Regions from separate parts of the Mus musculus genome. Here region 2 is linked to region 1. Evidence: chromatin contacts called from public Hi-C data. All regions are on one chromosome and are shown on one strand. Each heading gives the region's core, a stretch centred on a gene start, on an enhancer-like site or on the middle of the called end of the contact. The rest is flanking DNA. Distances are from core to core; before and after follow the strand shown.

What was found. Hi-C and Micro-C count contacts between places; a contact is called where the count stands out from the background.
Region 2: a Hi-C map of bone marrow-derived macrophages shows a contact between it and region 1, with 12 read pairs. The contact joins two enhancer-like sites. A contact is called at or near these places in 1 of 484 Hi-C or Micro-C datasets (bone marrow-derived macrophages), 1 of 115 datasets of contacts at active chromatin or transcription factors (embryonic basal ganglia) and 2 of 9 other capture datasets (adipose tissue and embryonic stem cells).

The regions. Positions count from the first base shown.
Region 1 is chr12:40,271,889-40,275,108 of GRCm38.p6, forward strand. No RefSeq gene overlaps it. Among named protein-coding and RNA genes, the nearest start is that of Gm40403, 25 kb to the left of the region's middle. Within about 2 kb of position 1,658, at least 16 of the 459 cell types and tissues checked have an H3K27ac peak or open chromatin away from gene starts, as enhancers often do. A contact at or near this core is called in bone marrow-derived macrophages, where this site is marked.
Region 2 is chr12:40,788,405-40,791,389 of GRCm38.p6, forward strand. Dock4 (dedicator of cytokinesis 4) reads left to right here. Exons shown (of 53, transcript NM_172803.2): 32 at 1,672-1,757. Among named protein-coding and RNA genes, the nearest start is that of Immp2l, 230 kb to the right of the region's middle. Within about 2 kb of position 1,482, at least 71 of the 459 cell types and tissues checked have an H3K27ac peak or open chromatin away from gene starts, as enhancers often do. A contact at or near this core is called in bone marrow-derived macrophages, where this site is marked.

The DNA.
Region 1 (3,220 bases), core at 408-2,907:
CATGCTGCCTTTAGACATCATGGGAGTGGTTATGTTTCGTGGGCAGTGAGCTCTCCCAGGCCACACTTCAGGTGAGAGGTCTGAGTTGGGCACAGTGTATGCAGGTGGCATCTACAGCAGTGAGAAGGGATCAGACCTCCAAGGGAATGTGCTAGTGAGAAAAATAAGATAGGAAAAGTGGCTGCTGAGAGCCTGGGGTCTCGGGGACGAGCTGAGAATGGCTCTGTGGTGTTTGGTGACTGTGGCAATGGGGAAGAAGTAAGAAGCAAGATGACACTAGCCAGATGGGACATGGAGACCAAGGGGACCCAACATCCTGGAAGCCCTTTGAAAAGCTGGGAAAGAATAGTTAACTATTCAGTGAAGAAGAGGGGATGCATAGTCCACTGTCAAATGCTGCCTCTGGGCCTAATAACATGAAAACTAAGAACCTGCTGCTGGAGAAGGCTGCAGACAAACTGCATATCCTCACAAGAGCCTTCCCACAGTGACAGAGAGAGACAGAGACAGAGAGACAAAGAGACGGATAGGAACATACACACCGAGAGAGAGAGAGAGAGAGAGAGAGAGAGAGAGAGAATGAGGTGGAGAGCAAAGCCACTCAGAACTGGAGGAGACAAGACCTTCATCTGGGGACATGGCAGTTATTTTGAGGGTTTCTCGAAGGCTGATATTTTGAGGTAGCATGAAGAAAGAAATGGGATAGTTGCCAGAAGAATCCTGTAGGGTCCAAAGAATTCTTTTAAATATGCAGTTTATAGTCGATTGAAAAATAAGGATATTGCAATTTACTCATATATCAGTAGTTATGATCCAAAGAAAAATGAAATTTCAGTGCTGTAGGGACAAAAAGAGGAAACCCCAAAAGAAACATCTTTTCATAGAGAAAGCATAATAAAATATGATACGAAAGTTCGTGGAAATGTTTGTTCATTAAAAAAATTGAAGCTAACAGGAAACCCCCAATTAACCACTCAGGATTTCCACTGTGGGCACAAGTATTTGTGTGTATGTTTATGATGTAATAAAAAAAGATTTACTTATCTGTTTTTCATATTTATGTGTACTCATGTGTGTCTATGTGCACGGCAGGTGACCTCAGAGGTCAAAGGGCTTCAGATGACTAGAACTGGAGTTCCAGGCCATTAGTTGTAAGCCACCTAATACTCGTGCTAGGAGCATGTAAGTCACCTCTCCAGACTGTGACATTTTGGGGTGAGGGCAAAACATATGGCCTAATAATGTGTTCCTTTGGAATATCATGACATTAAATGTAATTAAGTTTGTGTTGTCCTAAATAATGTGACTTTTAGGGACTCAGTCAATTATACATTAAACAGATATTATAGTACACACATCATATACTGGGCCTTGAGGTAAGTGCTAAGGACACAAGGGTATGCATGACAGAGTAGTCTGTGTCTTCAAGAACCTCAAAAATCAAAGAAGCAGACAAGCGTTGACTAGATGTGTGTAATCAGCCTGTGTAGGAGGACCTGTAGGCTGCTCAGTGTGAATATTAAGATGGGGAATCAAGGAGTTCTCCCAGAGAAGTGATATCTTAGCCGAAACATGAAGTGGCTAGAAGGAGGAAGACGAAGCAGGAAACAGTCTCTTCTCTGACAGGAAATGTCAGAGCCATCGTACCTCTAAATGACTCATAGGAACTTGAGACAAGAGGCCAGAGACTCACTTGGGGAACTGTTGGGCTGGACTCACTTGTCACACCTTGTAAGACCCTATTAAGCCCTAGAGTCCAGCAGTGCAGTTACTATTGTCATCTTACAGATAGCCACATTGGGGGCAGAGAGATAAAGTGACTTCCAAGGGCACAAGAAGAGTGCCCATTGGGGGTGGGCTTACAATGGAGGGTAGGGGGTGGGGAAATGGGAGATGAGACAGAAAGAGACTCTACTAAAGCATACTTTCTTTAAAAATGCTATCACAGTGTCTGTTTTAGACACTGTTCTATGGCTGTGAAGACAATTTATATTAGAAAGCATTTAATTGGAGGCTTGCTTACAATTTTGGAGGATTAAATCATTATCATTATGGAAGAGAGTGTGGCAGTAGGCAGACATGGTGCTGAAAGCTATACATCTTCTCTCTGCCTGATCCACAGGGAGCAGACAGAGGGAGGGGATGAAGGGAAGGAGGGAAGAAGGAAGGGAGGAAGGGAGGAGGGGATGAAGGGAGGGAGGGAGGGAGGGAGAGAGAGAGGGAGAGAGAGACTACTGTACCTGTTAAGGGCTTTTGAAGAGCTGGGTGTGGTGGCGCACGTCTTTGATCACAGCACTCGGGAGGCAGAGGCAGGCAGATTTCTGAGTTTGAGGCCAGCCTGGTCTACAGAGTGAGTTCCAGGACAGCCAGAGCTATACAGAGAAACCCTGTCTTGAAAAACCAAACCAAACCAAACCAAACCAAACCAAACCAAAACAAACCAAACCAAACCAAACCAAAACAAAACAAAACAAAAAACAAAAAAACAAACAAACAAACAAAAACAAAAAACAAGGGCTTTTGAAATTTCAAAGCTTACGTGAAGTGACACACCTCTGACAAGGTCACACCTTCTAATCCTTTCCAAACAGTTCAACTGGGGACTACTTAACATGCAAATAAATCAGCTTATAGGAGCCATTTTCTTTCAAACCACCACAGTATCTAATGTCTTGTATGCTAATTAAGAATAATAAAATAAAGAGGACCTGTTGGAATCACGATGTTTGTGGTAGATACATACAAAGAACTTATTATGAGCCTGGTCATAGCTCAGACACTCTCATGCACAGTTGTGCAGCTAACTCGGATCACATCCTATATCATCCACAGTTTACAGAAGAGGAAACTGATGCAGAGAAGGGTAACCTCTCTCAGGTTTGTACAGCAGGTAAGTGGTGGGGGAAGGTTTCCCACCCAATTAGTGCAGCAGACTATCATTCTCTCCTTTTCATATGACTGCCATGGTTACATGAACTTCAGAGATACAAAGAGGGTGTGTGTGTGTGTGTGTGTGTGTGTGTGTGTGTGTGTTTGTGTGTGTGTGTGTGTGGTTTAGTGGGCAGTAGAAACTGTTTTTTTCCTGGCACTGCAAAAGCATGTTATTTATATTAGGATACTCAGCTGAGGCCTGTGTTGTACAATCAGGTCTAATTTGGAGAAACTTTCTTATGAAATGGAGGACATAGTCATTTCTGTGACTCAGAAAATGTATCATTCC
Region 2 (2,985 bases), core at 232-2,731, 520 kb after region 1:
AGGGGGTGTCACTTCCCTGTCTGGCGTCTTCACAATTTCTCCATTCATCTCTCTGTGGAGAAATGAACACTGGTTCAATGGCCCCAGAACCAGGTGAACCCGTTCTCCCTGTACCACATAGCCTTGGATACATGCCTCTGGCTTTTTGTTGCCCTGAGCCTCCAGGGAAACCCTGGAATCCCATCTTATTCCTTTCACCAAAAACAAAATTCTTTGACATTCCAGATCTGTATTTAAGAATGTACAGAGAGGGTTGTTTGCTCCCAGCTGGCCGGGACTCAGAGGAACTGGAAGGTTAATGACTCTTTCAGCCATTGAGTTCTCAGTGGTCTGCACATTGTGTTTGCTGAATGGCTTAGCTCTGAGCATTTGATTCACAGTGTGTTTTATTGCTCTTAGCTTGGAGCAATGAAAATTAATTTGAAGGAGAAAGCAGTGGAAAATCTCACAAAGGAAATTCCAAGGGGATGAATCTATCGTTTCTTGCTGACTTCGGTTCTAATAGTGGTGCTCCAGTTTGAGGAAGACAGACATCCTGATTGCAAAATCAGATCTGTAAAGAATCAGCCACTTTTGCTGGTCCAAGTCTGTTGGGGGAAGTAGGAAAAACATGCTCTCACATATTGACTTCTCAAACTTGCTTACCCACAGGATGTGGCCCACCTCCATACTTCTCCACATGAGGCCTTCTTCAAACCTCAGAAAAGTGCTTGTCATCTGTATAAGCAATTTGATTGCATGCATAGACCTTTCCTATTGCCAAGAGTGTGGGCATTTCTCTTGTTATTCGTATATACATTTATTTTTAAGAAAGCTAATGGCTGAGTGAAAAGCTATGAACACACTGTGCTTGGTAGGGGGTCCCACTTTCCTTCCCTCTTATCTTTATCTCCTGATTGACATTTGCTTTAAAGAAATAACTGGGCTCAGTCCTTTGACAAAGTTGAATATTCGTCTCAAGCCCAAATTGCTTTAACACTGGCTAAAGGTTGTCATTTTCTCTTGCCTCGTTTAGATAAAGGGAAATTTTTCCCTTTCTGATATTCAAGTTATAAAGAATTTATGTCCTTGAAAATATAAATGTTTTGACTACAGTTTTCAGGAAATATGTCCTTTCACTCTCCTGCCGCTTACTGCTGACTTAGACTATTTCTGTGGCTCTACCATCTGTACATGGCTAGGATGGATTCTCAACTTCAGCAAAGATTTAGTGCAACCTCAAACTGTTTTAGGAAAGAAAACAGATAAAAAGCACATTTAAGATTTAAATTAATGTATTTGGGCATGCTAGTTTGCTGATGTTCTCAGATATAGTGATGTAAAAAAAAAAAAAGAAAAAGAAATGGGACTTGCCAGTTTTTATAGTCCCTAAAAGAAGAACCGAAACATTTAAATTGGGCTGCTAGCATTTATGTTGGGATCCCAGATAGATAGATGCTGTCCTTGGCAGCAGAAGAAGCTAGCTAGCCAGGAGTATGAAGTCATGTTGACTGCATCTAAATTAGTCCCCTAGAATTCCAAAGGGAGGCTTGCTATTAACCATGGCTGACAATGTCACTTTGACAAAGTGTATCACGGCTTTCCCCTGGCATAAAGAAATACATACCAATTTGCCTAAAAATCTTGCATGGGAAGTGGGAGGAAGGAGAGTGATATTTGGGTGTATTTCAGGTGGAGGCCAAGCTAATTGACAAATTGGACAGCCTGATGTCGGAGGGCAAAGGTGATGAAACGTACCGTGAGCTCTTCAACAGTATGTGAGTAATGTGTTTCTCTCCACTTGGTTCTATTCAGGACATCTGGTGTCGGTCCTGAGCCGTTCTGCACCACAGTAGACGAGAGCTACAGAGACAGCTTGGGTCTCATAGGAGAGCTTTGTCTTTGTGGAGTGTGAAATAAAGGATAATTGCCTACCTCTAGCAAGTGGATCTTATTATGTTGATGATTAGTTATGTCTCCTTATTTTAATCTCCGATTAGGACAGGTTGCCTATGTTACATAACAAAGCTCACTCTTTTCACGCTTGGTAATTTCAAGGGAAAATAAGGCCATTGTTATAAGATAATGATTTTAAAGAGAGTTATGAGTGGGAGAGGAGAAAAGTGTGTGATTATAACATTTGTATACAGTGTTTTCCAAAGTATGACTCTGGCTGATTTGCTGTTAGAAAATTAACTTCGTTTGTGCCTGATGATCAGCACCTGCTTCCATGCTGACCATTTTTTTTGGCTTGGGACTGTTAAATACTTCCCCAGTGCTGCTTATTAGATTGCCACCAAAGCAAGTCATTTCTAGTAAATTTGGTGTTTGGGATTTGCAAAGAGAATAGGAAAAAAAAAAAAAAAAAAAGAATGGAGTTCTAGGAAGGGACTTCTAGATGGTCCCAAGTGATCCAATGTGATCACAGTCTCAGGATGGATTGCTTGTATCAAGTATCATCTAACTGTAGGAATAGCCAGAGTTGAGGCATGATAATGTCTCAGCGCTTTGGGACTTCCCACCTGGCCTGTGGGTTTTTTTATGATCTTATAGATCTTAGTCATTTTGAACCTAGTATTTTTATAACGTATTTTTCTTTTAACCGAGAAGATTAGCACACTGAGTTTGGGGAAATGTTCTGATTTCTTTCAAGAGTGTAAAACTAATACATTTCTCTCCTAGAAAATACACCTGTGTTGGTATTAATGCCCAACCATCACCTAAGTGGCGCTCATAGCCAAGTGCAAGTCCAAGTTGACTTTACATTCATTAATTAGCAGCTGTGCAACTCTGGATGTGTGGGTTTTAAGAATGCTATCTTAAAACTGAAAGGTTTGACAATAGGTTGGGGAGTCTTCAGCTTGCCTGATTTATAGTCATTCTTGGAGCTTTCAGGAAAACTATGTAGAAAGGAAAAAGAAAGGCTTCGGGGATTTCATTTGGTAATCAGTTACATTGTGAACAACGAGTGCCATTTTCTCTTGATACTGTAATTCAGCCAAAACT